2 separate regions of the Mus musculus genome follow, and region 2 is linked to region 1. A link is a contact called in public Micro-C data. All regions are on one chromosome and are shown on one strand. Each heading gives the region's core, a stretch centred on a gene start, on an enhancer-like site or on the middle of the called end of the contact. The rest is flanking DNA. Distances are from core to core; before and after follow the strand shown. Region 1 holds the start of Xkr4 (X-linked Kx blood group related 4). Region 2 has its middle 5.1 kb from the start of Lypla1.

Region 1 (4,963 bases), core at 1,152-3,651:
ACACTCAATCTCTGAGGACCTAGTTACCTAAGAAATCTCCCTAGTGGATTTGGCACAAAGCACCATCAGACACAGTACACTAGAGATGGATATGAATTCTGGAGAAAAAGAACCAGGGTATTTTCCAAAGGGAACTTCCTAGTCAAAATGGCCCAGTGTTGAAGATGAATTTTAAAATGCCTGAAGTTAAGTGGCTTGGGTTGCCTCTCATCCTTACTACCCATCTTTTACTATAAAAATTGGTTTAGCACATACATATAACCACTTATGGGCCCATGGCCACATACCAGGGTGTCAGGTAAAGACCAAGTAGCAGAACCCCTGGGCACTAGTCTTTGAGGACAATTGTTGGTGTATCCACTGGGTGAGACTAATCTCACCTTGGTCAGGTAGGTGCTAAAACAGTGGAGTGCTGTAGCATAAGGTGGTCTGTCAGTGAGGGTTTTGATATTCAGAGAATGTCACTATACAGGAATGAAAACTCACCCGGCACTACCCTCGGGAGAGGCCAGGAAACAGGGAATATTAACCTGTATCTACAGATCCCTTAAGAGGCTGACTGGCCGAGCAGTGGTGGCGCACGCCTTTGATCCCAGCACTTGGGAGGCACAGGCAGGCAGATTTCTGAGTTCGAGGCCAGCCTGGTCTACAGAGTGAGTTTCAGGACAGCCAGAACTACAAGAGAGAAACCCTGTCTCTAAAAACCAAAAATCAAAAGAAAGAAAGAGAGAGAGAGAGAGAGAGAGAGAGAGAGAGAGAGAGAGAGAGAGAGAGGAAGGAAGGAAGGAAGGAAGGAAGGAAGGAAGGAAGGAAGGAAGGAAGGAAGGAAGGAAGCTGGCTGGAACTGTTCCCTGCAGTATCACCAGCTTACTCTGAACTCAAAGTGTGTGAGTCACATTGCAGTTTAAGGATCACCCTCTTTGTCCCTTACATTTGAAAAGCTAACTAGGTAAGGCAAACTAAAGCACGGGTTTTCTTAACTTAAAAAGGAAAAAGATATCCCATATTTTGTTGGGATTTAAAGGGTTTTTTTTGGTGGTGGTGGTGTTTTTTTTTTTTTTTTTTTTTTTTTTGGTTGGTTGTTTTTGTTTGTTTGTTTGTTTTTTAAACTGCAACATATTTTATTACATTCTCTTCGAGAATAGATTAAATTCGAGTCATTTCTGAAGTTATGAGACCCTACAGTAAGTCTGTACGTTTATAGGTTTAAGGGAAGGTAATTGCAGTTTTGGAATAAGAGAAGTGGCATTAGCTTTGGGATCTGCCACTCCCTGCGCGGGGCCAAGGGCCGAGCTAGTTCTCTTTTCCCTGGTTACTAGCCATGTCCCTCCTCCCACCGCCGCGCTCTAGGTTGCCGCCGCCAGAGGTGCAGCGTTTCCCACCTGCGGTTAGGAGTAGCCCCACCATGGTGTCTGCCTAGTGCTGCTGCCTCAGGCTCGTTAAACTCGCAGGGGGACAGGGCTTCATGCACCCACCTCCTGAGATAGGGCCTTTGCATTTCTCTAGGCTGGGGTTTGGCAGGACAGCATCCCTGGGGCTGCTCTCGCCTTATCCCGAGGGCTCGCCCTCTGCTGCCAGCTTTGCTTTAGGTGTTCTAGCTCTGCAAGTACTGTGCCACCCAGGATCTCCAAAGCATGGCACGCCCACCACCGCCGCCAGTATAGGAGCCCTAGCTTCCTAGTTAAAGCGTGTTCACCCTCGCCAGCAACACACCTAGCACCATACCACACCCAGCCAGGTGCCGAGCGCGCCCGGTACAATACAAAGAGACCATTTCTTCCGCAGCCTTCGCTGCTGCCACGCCCGCTTGTGTCCGTGGCCCCCTACCCTCGGCAGTGACCCAACACCAAGGCTCTAACACGCGGCGCGCTCTGCCCATCCCATCCCCCCAGCTTCGAGGAAATCCACTCAACGCTCTTCGCTATCCCACGAGCCTGGACTGGGCCTCCGATTGCCGTGCTGTTGCCCTCCGCGTCCAGCACTGGCCAGCCAGGCACCCCCACCCGCCGCTCCCCTCAATCCCAGCCCCTCCTCCGGGCCCTCCTTCTCGCCCCTCCCCAGCCGGGGTGGGAGCGGCGGCAGCTGGAAGGGAAGGGATGAGGTCATCCTCTCCCTCGGAGTCAGCTGGTGGAGGAGAGGCTGCGGGAGGAGGGAGCGCGCGCGAGGGGAGGAGAGGAATGTGCAGGTCCGAGGAGCTCCGCGGCGGCCGCTGCTGCTCCTGCTGCTGGCGGCGGCGGCGGCTCGTGCTGCAGCCGCGGGGCCGGGCCGGCGCGGAGCGCGGGCGGCTGTCAGGGGCGCGCGCGGGCCGGCGCGAGCAGCTGGGCTCGGCGCAGGCAGCCAGGCGGCGCTCCTGCGGGTCCCGAGCGTGCGGCTAGCCGGGCCCAGCGCCCAGCCCCGCGGGCGGCGGCGGGCGAGCGGGCGCTGGAGTAGGAGCTGGGGAGCGGCGCGGCCGGGGAAGGAAGCCAGGGCGAGGCGAGGAGGTGGCGGGAGGAGGAGACAGCAGGGACAGGTGTCAGATAAAGGAGTGCTCTCCTCCGCTGCCGAGGCATCATGGCCGCTAAGTCAGACGGGAGGCTGAAGATGAAGAAGAGCAGCGACGTGGCGTTCACCCCGCTGCAGAACTCGGACAATTCGGGCTCTGTGCAAGGACTGGCTCCAGGCTTGCCGTCGGGGTCCGGAGCCGAGGACACGGAGGCGGCCGGAGGCGGCTGCTGCCCGGACGGCGGTGGCTGCTCGCGCTGCTGCTGCTGCTGCGCGGGGAGCGGCGGCTCGGCGGGCTCGGGCGGCTCGGGCGGCGGCGGCCGGGGCAGCGGGGCGGGCTCTGCGGCGCTGTGCCTGCGCCTGGGCAGGGAGCAGCGGCGTTACTCGCTGTGGGACTGCCTCTGGATCCTGGCCGCCGTGGCCGTGTACTTCGCGGATGTGGGAACGGACATCTGGCTCGCGGTGGACTACTACCTGCGTGGCCAGCGCTGGTGGTTTGGGCTCACCCTCTTCTTCGTGGTGCTGGGCTCCCTTTCTGTGCAAGTGTTCAGCTTCCGCTGGTTTGTGCATGATTTCAGCACCGAGGACAGCTCCACGACCACCACCTCCAGCTGCCAGCAGCCTGGAGCAGATTGCAAGACGGTGGTCAGCAGTGGGTCTGCAGCCGGGGAAGGCGAGGTTCGTCCTTCCACGCCGCAGAGGCAAGCATCCAACGCCAGCAAGAGCAACATCGCCGCCACCAACAGCGGCAGCAACAGCAACGGGGCCACCCGGACCAGCGGCAAACACAGGTCTGCGTCCTGCTCCTTTTGCATCTGGCTCCTGCAGTCACTCATCCACATCTTGCAGCTTGGGCAAATCTGGAGGTACTGTATCAGGGTGGGGGTTGAGAGAGACTACTACTGTTCCTACATGCCTGCCCACCATGTCCACTGTTCTACTTTTGCATGAAATCTTTCCTAATGACTAGTAAGCCAAGTCACTCTTGTGGTTTTCTTTTCTAAACTGCTCCTTACCTAACTCATGTTAGGTGAGGAAAAAGAAACCAAGGAAGGGCACGCAGGAACGTGTTTGTAGTCTGTCACGTTTCCCATCTTCTCATAGACTAGTTTTTCTATGTATGCTACAAGTTCTCCCCCGATTGTAGACTTAATATTTCACTAGCAGAGGATTCCTCTCACACTTACTAAAAAGTCATTTATATTATGTAGAATTCTTGGTGTGTTGTACTTTTGATGGTTTCCTTTGTGCTGGGTTTGGATAGGATTACAATTCTAGTTAAATAGGACTTGTTACTGCTCAAAGATGTCCATATTTGGATGATAACAGCTAAAGAAATACTGAGCTTAAAGTAGTGTTAATAAATATTTGACGTATATGTATACATATATATATACAGACATATATATGTAAAATGAGTGAACATTTATCATTTATGTTGTGTGTGAGTGTGTGTGCATAAGTGCTCAGACTCTGACTTATATAGTGCTCCTCTGATTACCTGGCAGCATCCCTAGTTTGACTTTCACATGTAACTGGGAACCTTTAGAAAAGGGGTAGCAAGCACATTGGGCAAACTTTAATTGTGCATTTTCATTGGCTGATTTACTGCTTCTCACTTGATCCACCAAGTCTCTTTACATAGTTGTCACTTTGCTTATACACTGAAGTGCAAGACTTAACTTGTTGGGCAGGGTGGAGCCATCACTCAGGCATTACTGCACAGATGTAGGAATGTGGTGGGACAATATGCTCAGAAATCTGTTCTTTTGACTTCTCTGTGTTTAGAAGCTTTGGAACACAATGTTTAACACATTAAACATATATGTTTAGAAAAATATAGAGGCTGTTACCCTAGAGACTCCTTGGCTTTAAAGCAATTTAGTAACTATGTAGTGTAATGTGTGGAAACTTCCTACCAAGTGGGCTGATACTGGCATGTACTCTGTACTTTCACCTGTATGCTTTTTGTTTGTTTATTTGTTTGTTTGTTTGTTTTAATGATGAAAGACATTCTAACCCATTGGCATGATGAAGTATCCCATGAAGAAACAGCTCAGAGCATTTGTAACATAGATTCACACACTTCTCTTTCTGGCAGAAGTCAGCGTCCTTGTCTGAGGAGAGTAACTGTAGTCATCCCATTGCTCTTCCTAGAACCAAGAGCTGTAAAGCAGGGTGAGCATGGCCCTAGACCTCCTGCCTTAGAACGTATTTAGAGAAGATACTTTCTGGTAAAGAGGCATGGTGTACTGTTAGACAAATTGATGTGGAAACATATATATTTCAGACCCTGGGAGACTTTCTAAAACATCAGTTTAACTGTGGCGTCTCAATTTCCTACAGAAAAGTATTGGAAGGTCCAAGTTGGGTATTCTTTAATTATGAGGAAGAACTAGAAGGGTTATTTAAGTACTGAAGTTATTTAGTGGCTACAATATACAGGATTAGTAGTTTTAATCTAGCAGTGTGGTACCAAAAA
Region 2 (5,225 bases), core at 1,442-3,941, 1.1 Mb before region 1:
CATGGTGGCTCACAACCACCTGTAATGAGACCTGATGCCCTCTTCTAATGTGTCTGAAGAGAGTGGCAGTATACTCAAATAAATATAAATAAATAAATCTTTTTTAAAAAGGGATATATTTCTACGTATGCATTCCCGTCTGCTTTCATTAACATTATCAGCACACAGAATTTAATCTTGGGCTAGATTGACTTGTACTTTTGACTTGTATTTTGTTTTTACGGTTTTTGACATGTATTGATTGTATGTGTGCATGCTTGTGCCATGGCACAAATGCGGATGTCAGAAGACAGCTCATGGGACTTGATTCTCTCCTTTCACTGTGAGTTCCAAGGCCTGAACTCGGGTTGTAGGCTTGGCAGCAGGAGCCTGTACCCACTGATCCACCCTGTTTTTGTTTTTGTTTTTCATGCTATCACAAATGTTGTTTTAATTTCCCTTTCTGATAGTTGTGAGTGTATATCAATGCGACTAGTTTTTGTATGTTAACTTTATATTTTGCAGATTTACTGAATTTGTTACTTTGTTCAAACAGTTATTTAGATGGAGACTCTATGGTCTTCTAACAGTAACATTTGCAAACAGAGGTAATTTTACTTTTCATAAGCAAAATGTTAAAGTATTAGACCTATATCAAGAAAGGTATTGTTACCTAGGTGAAGAAAAGACAACTGAATAGGAAGATCCAATATTATATAAATTATCAATTTTCTCAGAATTAATCTACCATGTAATTCCCACTAAAATAACTATACATTTTATGTAATAACAATTACATTTAAATTTTCTGTAAGATGACTTTTAAACTTTGTAACTCTGAAAGTCACAAAGATGGTAAAATAATCATGTAGAGGTATTCAGATATTTTACAAGAAATAGAGAATCCAGAGACTACAGGTCAGAGTGGCCACGTAAGAAGCAACTGTAAGATGTTGTCTAAACATTTCCATGGCAGCTGCTTCCTGTCAGGCAAGGGTGTTTCAAAAGCTATATAGTGGTCTCCCTTCAGTGCTGCAGAGTGCCTCTGAACCTCCAACACTCATTTTCAAAGGACTGGCACTGCTGAGATGTTTTGTGATCTTAGAGAACATATTCAGGGATCAAAGATACTAGCTATGTGTTAAGTATTAGTGATTATATTGCCAGATAAATGGGCTGAGGTTGTTGAAGTAGAAGAAAGAGAGTTTGTTTGGTTTGGTTTGGTTTGGTTTGGTTTTATTTTAGGTTTAAAGAGCTTATCCCTGTACTTAGAACCAGATACTGTTGTTTTGTGTTTGAGAATGCTTTAGGAAGTATTATAAAGAAAGCAGAATCCATGTGGACATTCCAGTTAGCAAGGAAGAGTTTGGATGTTCTTGATATTGCTATCAACGGAGAGGTTTCACTTAGTTCCATAGGGCATTGTGTATGAAGGTCCCGGAAAGATTCCTCAAATCTGTGTGAGAGCAAAAGTAGACTGTTATCAAGACCTAGTAATGACTGGTCTTTGTGATGTCTAATCTTAGTTGTCAACTTGACTACATCTGGAATCTAAAACTAGACATAGCTATAAGGGATTTTCTTGGCTGGATAATTTGATCAAGTGGGATGACTCGCCCTAAATCAGGGCCACATCTTCTGGTGGTAAAAAAAAAAAGTAGAATATAGTGGCACATGACTTTAATCTCAGGATTTGAGAGGCAAAGGCAGGTGAACCTCTATGAGTTTGAGGCCAGTTTGGTCTACATAGTAAGTTCCAACTATTTGGAGCTCTACAGTGAGACCCCATATTGTAAGACAAGATAAACAAACAAAAAGATGGAAGAAGGAGGCTTTTGCTTTTTGCCTGTTTGTCTTCACTCTCACTGACAAGTTCATCTGCTCTGCCAATGAGCATTTCTTCACTGGCGTTGGGATGTGCTTCTTTGGGGTTCCAACATAGACTGAAGTATAACAATTCTCTAGGATTACAGTGCCAGACTCAGACTGCTGAGACATCCAGTGGCTTAAACAGCTACTAGATCCTTGACCTTTCCATCAAGAGGCTGCCATTGTTGGACTACACTGACCACAGCCTATAAATCAGTATAATACTGCCTCTGCCACTCCCAATATGTACACCTTCTGTTATTTCTCTTTCTGTTGTATGCCTGCCTGCAGCCTACTTGAACGGGGTACACCTGGGAGGTAGGCTGGGGCTGAAAGAGTCTTAGATGAGCCGGGCGTGGTGGTGCACGCCTTTAATCCCAGCACTTGGGAGGCAGAGGCAGGCGGATTTCTGAGTTCGAGGCCAGCCTGGTCTACAAAGTGAGTTCCAGGACAGCCAGGGCTACACAGAGAAACCCTGTCTCGAAAAACCAAAAAAAAAAAAAAAAAAAGAGAGAGAGAGAGACTTAGATGGTGAGAGATTAATGTAGACCAAGACATGATTCTGTTCAAGGCCCGCCAGTTTACTAAGAGAGTGTGCTTATAAAAGGGGAAGGCCCATCCCCCGCCAGTCCGTTCTTGGTGTCTGGAGCCAGCCTGTAGGCGACTGCAGAATAGGATGCTCCTCAGGGGCTTCTCAGCGGGTAGCAGTGTCTTGGAGAGAGCAGTGGCAGGTGGCAGAACAATAGAGCCATCTAGGTCGGAAGGCTCCACCCTAGGTAATCTCCTTAGTGGCAGCAAGGTCAAAGTCTGGATCAGCCTGCTTCAGGGCTGAGGGAGGCTACATCTTTCTTTTTCTTTTATGGTTTTTCAGACAGAGTTTCTCTGTTATAGTTCTGCCTGTCTAGGAATAATGCTTTTGTTCACTGTTAAAATTTATCCTTGCATTATTCAAATGTTGCTTTCTCTGCCGATGTATCTTGTTGTAATATGGACATGGCATTTTAACACTTATTCTAAGTATCTCCTGTTTCAAATTTGTGTAAACATTGCTTCCCATTTATTCCCTGACTTGTCAATAAAAGCTGATCAATCAATGGAAAATAGATAGGTCTGGACTTTCACCAACCAGGAGAAAAGGGGGGAAGGAAGAGGAGAGGGAGGGGGGAAGAAGAGGGATTCATCTGGAGGAAGGTGTTCAGGAAAGACATCATGGAAAAACACCCGAAGCCCAGAGAGAAAGACAAATACTAAAAATGCAAGTACCATGGGAATTGTGGCTGGGAGGTAGCCAGAATAGCTTAGAAGATTAGAGTAAATTAATAATTGCTGTTATTGTGTTGTAAAGCTTATCAAATAAATCTATATCTCTGTCTCATTTATTTGGGAGCTAGCTGGAGACAAAGAAAAACTGCCATTTTTTTTTTTTTAATGTGTTTACACTCTCAAGCTTTCCCTCTGGGAACTTCAAAAGCCAGGCCTCCATTATTTGCATTTATCCTAACATTCTTACCCTTCCAGCTCCCCAGAAAAGCTCACTGAACTTTGACCACTCAATGGCTTTCCTAGCACAAAGTTCCACAGTCCTAAAAGTAACATGGTCAGATCTGTTGCAGAAATACCCTACAATCCTGGAACCAATTTCTGCCTTTGTCCGGGCTACTATTGCTGTTATTTAACACCATGACAAAGTAACATGGGGCGGGAAAAGTTTATTTAGCTTATCTTTCCACATCACAGTATGTCATCACTCAAAGGGCATCAGGACAGGGACTTAAGCAGGCCATAAACATGGAGATAGGAGCTGGTGCAGCAGCCATGGAGATGTGCTACTCCTGGCTTGCTCAGCCTGCTTTCTTATAAAACCTAGGACCACCAGCCATACCTGCATTGGCATGAACCCTTCCCCCCCAATCACTACTTAAGAAAATGCTCTACATAAGTGACTACAGCTGCATCTTAGAGGCATTTTCTCAATTGAGGTTCCCTCCTCTCTCATGACTCTGGCTTGTGTCAGGTTGATATAAAACTACCCAGCATAAGGTTTTATCTCAAAACAGGCTGCAACAAACCTTTTTTCTGATACAGAATTTCAATATGCTTGGAGAGAAAGAAGGAAAAAACCAGGTGGGAGAACAGATGAAAGTCCTATTAGGCCATAGACCAGCCCCTTTCCTTTCCTAGAAATCAGGTTCTGTCTCCAAGCAGTTCTTCCTCCTCTCTCCCCTTTTCCTACCCTCTTCTTGGATGGGGAATTTGTAACAACGCATATTGTGTTGTTTTGTTGTGTTATGCCTAACTCCTCTTGGCACAGAGGACAGGCTAAGCTAAATTACATATTTACGAACTTGGCCCATGACTCCTCTGAAACGCTGTAAGTATCAGAACCCTTTTATTCTGTGTATTTGGAAGTGCTCTCCCCTCTCTTCAAGACCTCATTGTGGCAGCCTATGACCACGGTGATGTATCTTCTAATCTAAAGGATTGCTTGCCACCTTAAGGGCTCCCCCTCTTAATCCAGCTCTTTTGACTGTAGTCCGTGTCCTCCTGCAAACTTGCTGTACCTTTCTCTTTTACATTTACTAAGGAGGAGGCTGAGAATATTTTTTTTTAATCTGTAGTTCTAAAATGTCACTGATTTATGGGCTTATGAGACAGAGTTTCTCTGGGTAGCCCTGGCTGCCCTGGAACTTGCTCTGTAGATCAGACTGTCATCAAACAGAGATATCCACCTGCCTCTGACTCTCCAGTACTGGAATTAAAGGCATGTGCTACCATGCCCAGCTTTTTAACATCTGAAAGAAAGATGAAATTTCAAGACCTGTAAGTCATATAAAGTACTCAGAAATTGCTGGTTGTTTGTGAGCCTAGAGGCTGCCTGGGGCTGAGAAAAGAGAAAAACAAACCTGGGTATGCCTCATAGTTAAAACATTCCTGGGAACATCTTGACCATAAGATAAAGGGGACTGTGAAGACATAGCAGGGCTACATTATCTAAGTCAACACCATCTGGCCGGAACCTCCCCTCTGTCTATTGCCCCTTGGCGCCGGGTAAAAGTCATACATCAACTGATTGCTATGTGAACAAAGATAAGCCCCCAGCCTACAGGAACAAAGTCCTGATGCACTGTGTTCTTTCTGTTAATGTTTGAATAAGCCAATAGTGTGTCGCTATGCTGAATTCCACACCCCTAAGCCCCTTACCCCATAAAAGCCCCTGGCTTTCGAGCCTCGAGGCCGACATCCGTTATCTCCTGTGTGGGATGCATGTCGGTCCGGAGCTCCGTAATTAAACGTCCTCATGTAATTACAGCGAGTGGGTCCTCGTGTTTCTTTGGGTGCTCTCACACTCCTGAGACTATAGTGGGGGTCCCCGAAAG

What was found. Hi-C and Micro-C count contacts between places; a contact is called where the count stands out from the background.
Region 2: a contact with region 1 is called in a Micro-C map of embryonic stem cells, with 11 times the contacts expected there. The contact joins the enhancer-like site here to the promoter of Xkr4 in region 1. A contact is called at or near these places in 2 of 39 promoter capture datasets (cranial neural crest and hippocampal neurons), 1 of 484 Hi-C or Micro-C datasets (embryonic stem cells) and 1 of 115 datasets of contacts at active chromatin or transcription factors (astrocytes).

Annotation. Positions count from the first base shown.
Region 1 is chr1:3,668,936-3,673,898 of GRCm38.p6, reverse strand. Xkr4 (X-linked Kx blood group related 4) reads left to right here and starts at 2,401. Exons shown (of 3, transcript NM_001011874.1): 1 at 2,401-3,347. The coding sequence starts at 2,551. It also overlaps the pseudogene LOC108167595.
Region 2 is chr1:4,800,062-4,805,286 of GRCm38.p6, reverse strand. No RefSeq gene overlaps it. Among named protein-coding and RNA genes, the nearest start is that of Lypla1, 5.1 kb to the left of the region's middle. Within about 2 kb of position 2,691, at least 23 of the 459 cell types and tissues checked have an H3K27ac peak or open chromatin away from gene starts, as enhancers often do. A contact at or near this core is called in embryonic stem cells, where this site is marked.